Regions from separate parts of the Zea mays genome. Here all the other regions are linked to region 2. A link is a contact called in public Hi-C data. All regions are on one chromosome and are shown on one strand. Each heading gives the region's core, a stretch centred on a gene start, on an enhancer-like site or on the middle of the called end of the contact. The rest is flanking DNA. Distances are from core to core; before and after follow the strand shown.

The links. A called contact is a pair of places that touch in the nucleus more often than the background predicts.
Region 1: a Hi-C map of leaf shows a contact between it and region 2, with 5 times the contacts expected there. The contact joins two enhancer-like sites. A contact is called at or near these places in 2 of 25 Hi-C or Micro-C datasets (bundle sheath and leaf).
Region 3: a Hi-C map of tassel shows a contact between it and region 2, with 1.9 times the contacts expected there. The contact joins two enhancer-like sites. A contact is called at or near these places in 2 of 25 Hi-C or Micro-C datasets (leaf and tassel).

The regions. Positions count from the first base shown.
Region 1 is chr1:182,122,226-182,125,928 of Zm-B73-REFERENCE-NAM-5.0, reverse strand. No RefSeq gene overlaps it. Among protein-coding and RNA genes, the nearest start is that of LOC542720, 48 kb to the right of the region's middle. Within about 2 kb of position 1,533, at least 17 of the 20 cell types and tissues checked have an H3K27ac peak or open chromatin away from gene starts, as enhancers often do. A contact at or near this core is called in bundle sheath and leaf, where this site is marked.
Region 2 is chr1:182,326,367-182,330,187 of Zm-B73-REFERENCE-NAM-5.0, reverse strand. It overlaps LOC103640664, which reads right to left. Exons shown (of 4, transcript XM_008664154.4): 2 at 3,632-3,821; 3 at 3,471-3,521; 4 at 2,774-3,361. The coding sequence ends at 2,942. Among protein-coding and RNA genes, the nearest start is that of LOC103640664, 23 kb to the right of the region's middle. Within about 2 kb of position 1,842, at least 17 of the 20 cell types and tissues checked have an H3K27ac peak or open chromatin away from gene starts, as enhancers often do. A contact at or near this core is called in bundle sheath, leaf and tassel, where this site is marked.
Region 3 is chr1:182,502,609-182,506,388 of Zm-B73-REFERENCE-NAM-5.0, reverse strand. No RefSeq gene overlaps it. Among protein-coding and RNA genes, the nearest start is that of LOC100382434, 8.4 kb to the left of the region's middle. Within about 2 kb of position 2,523, at least 13 of the 20 cell types and tissues checked have an H3K27ac peak or open chromatin away from gene starts, as enhancers often do. A contact at or near this core is called in leaf and tassel, where this site is marked.

The sequences.
Region 1 (3,703 bases), core at 284-2,783, 200 kb after region 2:
GGGACCAGCGTCCAGGGCCGTGCCTGAGGCAGGGCGCCAGGGGCAGCCGACCTGGGCCCCCATCTCCCAGGGGCCCCACTCTATATAAAGTTCAATAGGATATAAGGATTAGTCTTATAGGAATTAGGGTAGGCAGTACCGCAGGTTTTAATTCTTTATGCTTTGTTGCCGCCGCCTACCTTCCTGCTACCTACTTTTCCTGCCACCGTCTGCTGCCTGCTTTTCTAGTTTTCTTGCTGCACGCCGCGCGCGCCCGCCTGCTGCCTTTCCTGCCGCCGCCTGCTGGCTGCTGCCCACGCCGCGTGCTGCTAGCGCTGGGAGCTCAGCCGAAGACGCGACGCAGACACTGCCTTCTGCGTGATTGACAGGTTCTGGTGCTTTTCATTTTATAGATTATTTTATTGTTTGCGTGCAGATTGTTTTATTAATTTTTTTATTGATTTCTTGCAGATTGTTGTTGACATCATGCCTCCTAGAAAATATGCATCAGGTAGCCAAAAAGAAAAAGAAGGAAGCACACGGAGAATGGATTGCTATGGAAATTTTTGAGTTTGTTAGGAGAATGGATTGCTATCCTAATATATTTGTTGCTTATCGGATATTATTTACTATACCAATAACTGTGGCATCAGCTGAAAGGAGCTTCTCAAAGCTTAAGTTATTGAAGAATTATTTAAGGTCTACAATGTCTCAAGAAAGGTTAAACGGGCTAGCAACTTTATGTATTGAGAAGAAATTATTAGATGATGTCAATATTGAAGCCATCATTGATGATTTTTCATCTAGAAATATTAGAAGACATTTTTAAGTTGATCTCTTCAATATATTTGAGGTAATAATCTTACTTCTATTTTTTACTGCTCAAGTCTTTCTGTGATATATTAAATATAATTAGTTGATATATATATATATATACATGTAATAGTAAAAAACGATTTTATGACGTTGGGACCTCTGTTTATAATCTTGTCGTGGGCACCTTAAATGTCAGGAACGGCCCTGCCAGCGTCGCCAGCCTACCGCGTCCAGAGAAGCTCGCGGGGAATCGGGGATCATGAAGCCAGCTGCGCGCATCATTGGGGACTAGGCTACGTAGTCCGGTAAGGTGCTCCTTCGAACCTTCGCCCCTTTTACAGCGAGTAGCATAGAGGCGAGCACGATCGGGACTGGAGCGTTTAGGGTTCAACAAACTAGGGCGAGGTTGCTGCGTCACCACGGTGCCGCATGGTGCCAAGTGTGGGTTCGGGACGGGTTCAGCAGAGGGGAAGAGGGCGACCAGAATCGGGGTAGGCGGAGTCTCTTTCCCGTTTGCTGGTAGAGTGAGTGGTTCCATGGTCGCAGGCGCGTCTGTCCGGTGCGCCGACGAGTTCAGCGCCGCTGCTCAGGGTGCTCGCTTGGCCACGGCGTGACTCAAGGAAGAAGACGAGTGCGATCCGTTGGATCATCGTTGGGTGGCTATGATTAGATCGCCCCAGAACCGAACCGGGACGGTTGGATCGCGATAGTGCGATCCAGATTGAATACAGCGTACCCCTTTGCTTGGATGTGTTGCAGCCGTCCAATTCTAATCCAACGGCCCGAAATCATCTGTACCCCTTCATCCGTGGGGTATTTCTAAAAGAGACTCCAGACTTCTGTATAAATCACTCGCTGTCCCCTCTAAGTAAAGAGTATAGCAGATTGGTCCTATTTTTGATACTTTGGCCCCTGAAACTTCCTGTTATCTTGGCCGCAGTCCGACAATCTGATATAATTATGAATTAAATCCGAAAATAGATTAATATATATGAAAATAAATCTAAGAACTTGTAAAATTCATATTTAGCTCATTCTAGCTCCGAATTAATCCATTCTAATTGCATTAGACTCTTATTAATATTGTCCATCAGTTAGTAACTTTATTTTACTATGTAATATAGAGATAAAATCAAGCACTCATTTTGTTTTATATTTAACACTTAAACCTTCAGAAAATCATAACTCTTTAACCGTAACTCTGATTTTAGTGGTTCTCGAACTTAGGATCTCGTTACGATGCATAGATCATCATTATGCATTATATTCTTCTATTTGTTGTGATGTTAATTTCTCCTATACCATGTTTGTTTGTATTGCTACGAGTAGACGAACAAGTGACCGATGACCTTGGTATTCAGCAGGTCGACACTACTGAGCATGAGCTCGTTGAAGGCAAGTTGTGCCCTTGACCACTTTTCTTTACCCAATAATGTTCTCTATAATCACTTTGGCATGTTTAGGCTTAACTTTGATGGGACCCAATAGGTCATTCTAGTTTGGTCATCTTTATACCTTGTTTACCACTGATCTTTTTTAGCTAGGAGAGGATAGCTTCTTGGTTTTTAAGAAACTGAGAATTTAATTTCTGTAAACTAAGGCATAAAAACTGGTATGTTTGGAACCACCTCATTTTCTATAAACCAGTTTAAATTGGGTGCTTCCAAACATTCTCTTAATTATTCTAAATAAATGCACGTATGACTTTGAATATTTCCTAGAATTTCCATTTTGAATCGTTATATTTTTTTATGAACCAAGCATATTGGTCAGATCGATATGAGGCCAGCAGCTGTAGTTTAATTTAGAGCCAGCATTATATTATATTCAACGCATGATTGGACAGGCATATTCAATATCACGATCTGAATCCTTCAATTCACCGCGGGTTTATTTTCTCTACTTTCTTTTGCTGCTGCTTTATTTTACATGTGAACACACTGCACTAGTGTTGCAGAGCTTATAAAGTGCTCACAGTTGGAGAACTGCATATCATCGTTCGCACAGATTGGAATGTGCCTAGTAGTAACAAAAGGCACGGTAGGCATGAGAAGCACCAAGAATTTTTTGGACAACATCAACTAGAGTTCAATGGTATATTTAGGGTACAGGCTGATCAAGACTAGGTGGGCAAGCTGCAAACTGGATTGTGAATAAATGAGAGACTAGATGATATATTTTAGAGAAACATGTTATTCGTTACTTCTTGGTGAAGCTATTGATCGGAGAATTATCTTCTACCTCTTCTTCTTAGTGGACAGTAAAGAGCCAGCACTACAAACAACTATCTGCATCGACTATACTTCGAAAACCGACAATATCGACTCGTGGGAATGAACTCATTAGTTAAAGGCAATACAAATGAATTTACCTTTTATCTCACCCTTTAATTAACTCTTCGTAAAGAGATTAATTAAAGAAAGAAGATAGTTGAGATAAATAAAAGGTGTGGCGAGTCAATTATGTGATGTATAAAGATAGAATATTTAACTCATCTCTATCGTACATTACTCTATTTTCCATTGCGTAACAAATAATTATAATTGTACCTTGAGCTTCCTAAGTAACAATGTAAAGGTAAAAATAAAACAACATCGTAGGTAGAGCGAATCTACAGCTTCATCAAAAATACAATCATGCCCTCAAGCCTATGCATATGAGATATAAGGGCGACCGTGGATATTGCATTTTTCCCACTTCGTAGCCTTGTTGAACAAGTCTTTAGAACCCCGACTTTCCACTTCGTAGCCTTGTTGAACAAGTCCTTAGAACCCCGACCCCACCTTGTTCCAGTTGATTCCTTCGTTACGTGTGCACTCGGCTGAACCGAATCTTATTGCTTCGTCTTTAGAATCACGATAACTGCACGTTAACTCTAGACGAAGATGTCCTTTGACATTCGACGTGT
Region 2 (3,821 bases), core at 593-3,092:
TATTAAAAATCCATTTAAAATTTAATTTCTCTGATTTTACAATGCTCTGGACTGGGCCTCATTTACCAGGAAATACAGGGGCTAACCCGCAAGATCGCCAAGACACAATGTGCCACTGGTCTAGACCGCGGGTTAGTTTTACAAAAACAGAGGATCTCTTTTGTAAGGTTGACGCAGCGAAGAGGTATAGAGCCATTTCGGCCGTCTGATTTGATGACAGTGGCCTAGATCAAATCCACGCTATACTGAAGCGGTACGCATCGGAGGCCGATGGATCCAGGATCGACGATTCAGGTTTAATGGGTGTTTCCTATACTCCGAGCCATCCGATCATTCATTTGGCCTAATCTCGGCCGTTTAACCCCGATCGAACCGCGCAGGTGTATTCGCCCGACCCAAGTCCCCGTCGGCGACGGAAACACCCCGCACGGCGGCGCGCCATGGCCGGAATTCTCCCTTTAACCTACGGTGCACGATTTCTAGGCATACTAAGTGCGAAATGGAATTGGGAAGGGGGCAAACATGGGGAGCGGGTCCTTACATTGATTCCAGCAGTGCTCAGCTCTGTCCACGGCGATCCGCGGAACAGCGACGACAGCGAGGGATTGGGTTCGCCCGGGTTACGCACGACCTTCACACGCGCCCCACGAGTAGGGGTGGTAATGGATCGTGATCCAAATGGTTCTTCACAAAATGTTAAGGCCCTAAATAAATTATAGTTCAAAAATGACTAGAAATAGAGTCCGATCCTAACCCGATTTGATCCTTAAATCTTATAGTGCAAAATTTGTAGCCCATTGTCAGCCCTACCCACAAGTGCCCCGGAACGTAGACGAAGCCACCCGGCCGCACGCAACACACCAATTTGGCGCCGAGCACGACAAACAGCAAAGGGCGACGATCCACCCGATCGGTCGCGGCGGAACTCGTCACCCACCTCCTCCCCTCACAAAATTCTCCTCCCCTGGGTATGCGTACAAGGTCAAGGAGAAGAATAGGGTGCAGCACAGCTCGTTTTATGCGCCCAGAGATGGTCAGCCCGACGCCTGGAATGCGTGCAAGTTCTGTTGCAACAGCACGCCGCGAGGAAGGGGGAAACTCTGATGGGTGGGGCCCACGTGGAAGTGGCGCCAGCAGCGTGCAGCGTGAAGCGGTGAGGCTGCACGCGGGACCCACGGGTCAGTGGTAGTGGCTCACAGCAAGCAGCGTTCTTTCCTGGGCTGCGCGGAGGGGGAGTGCGAAGCTGGGCCGGATTGGAAAGAGTTGGGCCGAGCTAGGTTTTTGTTCTTTTCTTTTATTCTCCTTTTCTTTTCTTTTTTATTTATTTTCTTTTCATTTGAATCTCTAGTTTGAATTTGAATCCTTTTGTGGACTTAACCTTTGATTCAAATATTCAAACTCCAATATGTATGAGAATAATATATATATTTTTATACTTATTTTTATTCACCTAGTAATTTCTCTTCTTCTCTCTTTTCTCACTTCTTGAATTTTCCTTTAGAATTTAAATTCCACTTTGGATTTTTTAACCTATTTCTTTTTATGTTATTTTTATGTTGTCACAAAATGCACACAAAACATAATCCAGCATGATGCCATGGTTTAGTGATATATATATTTTTATTAATTGTTTTTAAAGGTGGTGTTCACATGTGATGACAAATGGATGTGATACACTTATATAAATAAAGGAAAACACTTTTCTCCTTTTAATATGATCTCTTACAAATTAGGTGTTACAGTTACAGGCGAAGGGGAAGGTTCTGACGGCATGGCCCCACATGTCAGTATGTAAGGGGTGAAGGGCTGATCCATGAGCCTATTACATTGTTTATCGGATGAGCGTCAAGGGTATTGGGCCCACCGGCCAATGGCCCATGCGGCGAAAAGAAATAAAGTGTGAAGGAGTCGGGCCGCGCGAGGGAAGAAAGGAAAGGAAAAGGGAGAGATGAGACGGCCAGGTTAACACGGCCCACGAGCATGTTTCATCTTTCCTTTATCTCTTCCATTGTTAATTCCCCTTTTGTTTAATTTTCTATTTTGAATTCCTATTTTCAAATCGGCTTCAATTCGGAGTTAAAATTTTAAATCGAACTAGATGCACATTCAAAAGTCCGGCATGAATGCAAATCCAAATTTTTTTACCCTATCTATGAAACATGCTTTTGAATACACCAATTATACACACACAATGTATATTAAGAAAGTAATCTCTATTCTATATTATTTAGAAAAAGATACTTTAACTTAAATATTTTAGAAGATATTTATGAATATATTATTCAATAACTTAACTTATATAAGGATCTTCTATATAATCTCTTATTTGAAAACATATTTATTTTAGAGGATGAAATTTTAAATGTAAGAAAATCTTTATTAAAAAGATAATTTAAAGTTTAAATCTCTAATGAATTTTTCCTAAATCCCAAAAACTAGGATTTTGGGTGTTACATCTCGCCGCTCGCAGGTAGCCCATCAGCTACAGACTTATTGCACACTACCTCTATTCTTGAATATTTGTCGTCCATTAGTTTATTTTTAAATTAAATGGCAACAAATAAAAAAGAACTGAGAGAGTACTATTTGTAGATATGCTAGTGATGAGTGTATCCGTTTCTCTACCTATACAAAAGGCCTGCTAATTTTTTTTGTTAGAATACAAAATGTTTCAATTTGAATCTTTCAGTGATACAATGTTCTTTGTTTGGGGGGGGGGGGGGGGGGGGGGGGGGGGTGGGATGCACACTTCATACAGGAAACATACAGTGGATGGTTGAATACCGTAAGCAATGGCGTTTTGCGCCTTATCTTATCAGGCTGAGTTTCACATCATTTCACGCAGCGCACTATTGGATTGATATGCAGACTTGACAATGCGCGCGTGCACGCACACATGCACGCGTACACATACACATTACCGGGTTGTTCTCGTTGCTTTTTAGAAGAGTTGATGAGCTTTCTTCACAAGTGAAACCAGTGGCTTATCAGTCTTTGTCACCTGATAATGATTATCGACCTCAAATAATACGAGGCAGTTATCGAGATCTGACAACGTCTTCAAAGACTCCAAGAGTACATCCATGAAATTGTGCTCTGTGAAATCTTTGATGCACATGGGCTTGAGCTGTGCCATTGAAACGACCAGCTTGCAGGTAAGCTTCACTGTCCGCAGGCATTCGACCGTGGTTGTGTTGTTAGCCTGTATTATGTCCTTAAGCTTTCTCACCAGCGGCACCATGTCTTGAGGGGGCGCAGCACAGCTGAAGCCATGTTCGTCGACCATGCCGTCACATATCACCACGGCAAGTGATAGCAAGGCGACCAGGAATTCCTCTTCTTCTTGCTGCTCCTCGTCAGCCTAGATTAGAATCGAGCAGTGCCATTACAGAAGATAGCCTTGCATGCATGTATGATGTACAGGTTTCGAACGGAATATATGTATGATGTGGATGAAGAGATGGGATTACCGTCTCCAGCTTGTTTGATTCGCATGGGATCCGTAGTATCAGCTGAAGAACCTGCAGCAACGGTGGAGAAACTTCCATCCATTATTAATTAACGGAATGAAGAGGACAAGCTTCCATACTTTTAGAACATGGAGAGGAAGGGCCTAGCTAGTTAGTAGTACCTTTGTCAGCATTTCAATAGCATCCAGTCTTGGAGGCTGTCCATGTTCTGTAGAAATATGTGAACACAAGCACTCGAGGGTTCTTGCTGTCCTTACTCGACTTGTGGAGCCCTTACTTTTAGCCAGCATGTCAGTAAGCCGGCCAGCAACATGACGCAGTTCTGCAGACAGCATCTGTGCCAGTGCTTCG
Region 3 (3,780 bases), core at 1,274-3,773, 180 kb before region 2:
TGTTGGTTTTGTTTAATTGATTAGTTTAGCTAAAAAGGTTTATTTATTATCATATATATATATATATATATATATATATATATATATATATATATATATATATATATATATATATATATATATATATATATATATATATATATATATATATATATATATGTCGTCTATCATATCCGTAGGCATGCAGTTGGCCACATGGATCACTGAAAAAGTGGAATGCAGGTCTCAATAATTGGTGGCATGGCCATGCTGCCCCTGATATACTAATTAAATTTATTGGCAGCACAAGTTTGGTTTATTTAATCTGGAAGTTGCACGTAGGACGCCGTACGTTCAGCTGTAATTTAAACAAATCAAGAGCTAGTGCCTCTGCGTCTGCATGCATGCATTATAATAATAATATATATAGCTGACTGACTGCCATGTAATGTAAAAGGAACGACGAAGCATCATCATCAGCTTCTCCAAATTAAACAAAAAAAAGTAACAAGATTTCGTTGCTTCTCCATATCTACCGAATCTCAGCCTCCCAGCAAACCAACACGCCGTTTGTTTCCAAACGCTAGCTTATTGCCTTATTCTTATTAGCGTTATTAGATTAAGGTCCCGTTTGGTATAGGATGACTAAAGGGGTGTTTGAATGCACTAGAGATAATAGTTAGTGACTAAAATTAGTTGAGACATCCAAACATCCTATCTAATAGTTCAATTATTACATATTTTTGGTAAATTAGTTAATAATTATGTAGTTGTTTGTTAGCTAGCTAATTTCACTAACAATTTTTAGACAACTAACTATTAGTTCTAGTGTATTTAAACACCCCTATAGTTTAGTCACTAAAGAAACAAACATGGTGACTAAAATGGGGTGACTAAACTTTAGTTCTTTAGTTACTAAAGAGGTGACTAAAAGGGACTAAAGTAGGATTTTTACTTTATTTGTTCTCTCCACTTTTTTCTTGCAGCAAACATTCACTAATTAATAGAGGTAATAGCAATTAATGCTCTTTAATAGGGTTTATTCACTGGAACTAAACGTGTTACTTTATTGACTAAATTTTAGTCACTAAAGTTTAGCCTAGGGACTAAAGAAATCAAACAGGGCTAAGATCTGACGACGGAGGCAACAAACCCTCTCCTACTGCTAGTTCACTCATGCTTACAAGACTTACTAGTCGGTTGCCCGTGCGTTACGACGGCTTACAACAATACCCACGTAAACTATCCATAAAAAAATTTCAAGATTTTTTATTGATTGTCTCCGCTCTCTGTATACTATATTTTTTGATTTGGCTAATTGATGTTATTGTTTACTCCATGCAAATATGTCATGGTACAACACGGCCAATGAAGTGAACGATTAAAAGAGAGTTCACAACGATTGACTGAATGAACAGAGATTATAAAATGACATAATTCCATCATACAAAGACCAAATAAGAGAAAGTTTTTGAGATCAAGTTTCTAAAATATGTCCCATGAAGTCAAACTTATAAAAAAGATAGATCAAAATATGGAGTGATTGCTAAAGTCAGGCATTAATAAAAACTGGATGCACTCCATATAAATTACGCTACTTCGTAGCAATTACTAACGTTTAAAACTAACAAATAACCTTTCATTTTGTTGTTAGTGTGACAAATCATTGCTGCTCCATCCAATTCAGCAACCTCAAACACCATGTAGTCCATTGCGCCAATGTGGTCTCAAAAACGATATAATGCTTGCAAGAGCAAAGAACGTTGTGCCGTGCTTGGGCTGTAGCCTCGACCCGTAGTGCTGGTCCGGCCCGACACGATTATTTTTTTTATTTTACAAAAAAACGTATATACCTATATACAATTTATATTCAATATTAAAAACATCTTAGCGTGATGTTCTACTGGTTAGACAGTTTCACTCAATGTCTCCCGGCCTTCTTCCATCAGGGCATGGGTTCGAACCCTACCTCCCGCACCGTTTATTTAACATTTTACGCTGATTTAATTAAATGGATCGACAGGCTAACGGGCTGCCCCGACACAGTTAGCAGGTTGGCATGACGTGCCTAAGCCATAGTTGTGGCCCGCGTGCATCTAGCCCGTGTCGGGCGTCGTTACACTGATTTAATTAAATGGATCGACGGGCTAACGGGCTGGCCCGACACAGTTAGCAGACCGACATGACGTGCATGTGCCATAGTTGTGGCCCGCGTGCATCTAGCCTGTGTTGGGCGTCGTTTGGCATCTTTAGACGATGATTTAATTAAATGGATCGATGGGCTAACGGGCTGGCCCGACACAGTTAGCAGGCCAGCATGACATGTCTGTGTCATAGTTGTAGCCCGCGTGCATCTAGCCCGTGTCGGGCGTCGTTTGGCATCTATAGATGTGCAGCGGATTAATTTGAAATAGCTGTGAGTGATTATTTGTAAAAAAATGACGCATGACGACCGTTGAAACTGGTGCTTTAAGTATAAAAATAATATAGATATAGATATAGACTAGCGACTTTTACATGGCAGCCAACTTTGGTCGTGGGCCTTTGTCATGGCCACATGCGAGAGCCCATTAAACCTCCCTTCACTTCAGTTGCATTGCATGCAGTTGCCAATTATTGCTTTTTTTTTTTTTTTTGCTGCATGGGCATCTCTGCAGTTGCTTTGACACCCAGCAGAGAAACAGCATCCACAAAAAGGCCACGAACCCCGGCCCGCAGCGGATTTGGTGTGGCTAAAATAATACAGCAACTCCTCTCACTGAACAAGGCTCAAACTGACCCATCCTTTATCCTCGAGTACCTCACATTGTTTATCGCAGTCTCCATTTTTTTTTAAAAAAATGTCGTTTTGCTTGCTTCAGTTCCATGTCTCATCAGCTGCAGTCTCGCTTCATCAGCGCAGCAGTGTTCTCCAGCACCAAAGGAAAAGGAGTATAACCTTTGCCAGGATAACATTGTTTTCTTATTTTGCATCAATCGCGAAAGCAACAGCACCTTCAGCTATTAGCTACTTCTGACAAATTAGCTAATATATAGTTAGCTAGCTAATTTCACTATCAATTTTTAGCCAACTAACAGTTAGCTTGAGTGCATTCAAACACCCCCTGTATCATATTCATATCCCCACCACCACCACAGCCAAAATTTCTCCTCTCTCTCGGTACCAGGTACCCAGCAATAGAGAAGTACATATAGCTGAAGGCTGTACAAGTTAACCCATCATGCACAAATCCCGCCATGGATTTACGTGACTAAACAACGTAGCGCGAAGGACAGTCTCAGTTGTGATTCGCACACAGTTCCATACACTGCAAACGTATTATCTAATACCATCTGATCCCGTACATTGGGGACCAAACATTCAGACTTCAGAAGCAATTTTTTTTTCTTCTTCTATTTCCTCCTTTGGAGGCCACATATTTATAGTTTTTTAGCACAGCCGTGTACACAGTTTTACAGAGGGATAACAAGATGAGAGCTCTCAGGAAGCCAGAACACGCCACATCTATGTTCGTTCAGGGTTGAGCACGCATGGCTGCATACATGACGCATCCATGCTTTCTCCTGGGAACTGTATTCTGGTCTATGAAACACTTGTGACCAATATGTCCATGCGCATGAGAAAAGAAGTCATAGGGAAGACATGAGTGGCCAAGCAAGATGAACCTGTAGTTCTAGATGAAAGGCAAGAACAAACAAACTAATCTTACTGGGATATACTTAAGCGGAAAGCATGTGTGAATGGCTGATGAATCATGCTGCAGACCATGCAAGGCAACTTCAATTCATAACAAGAACCTG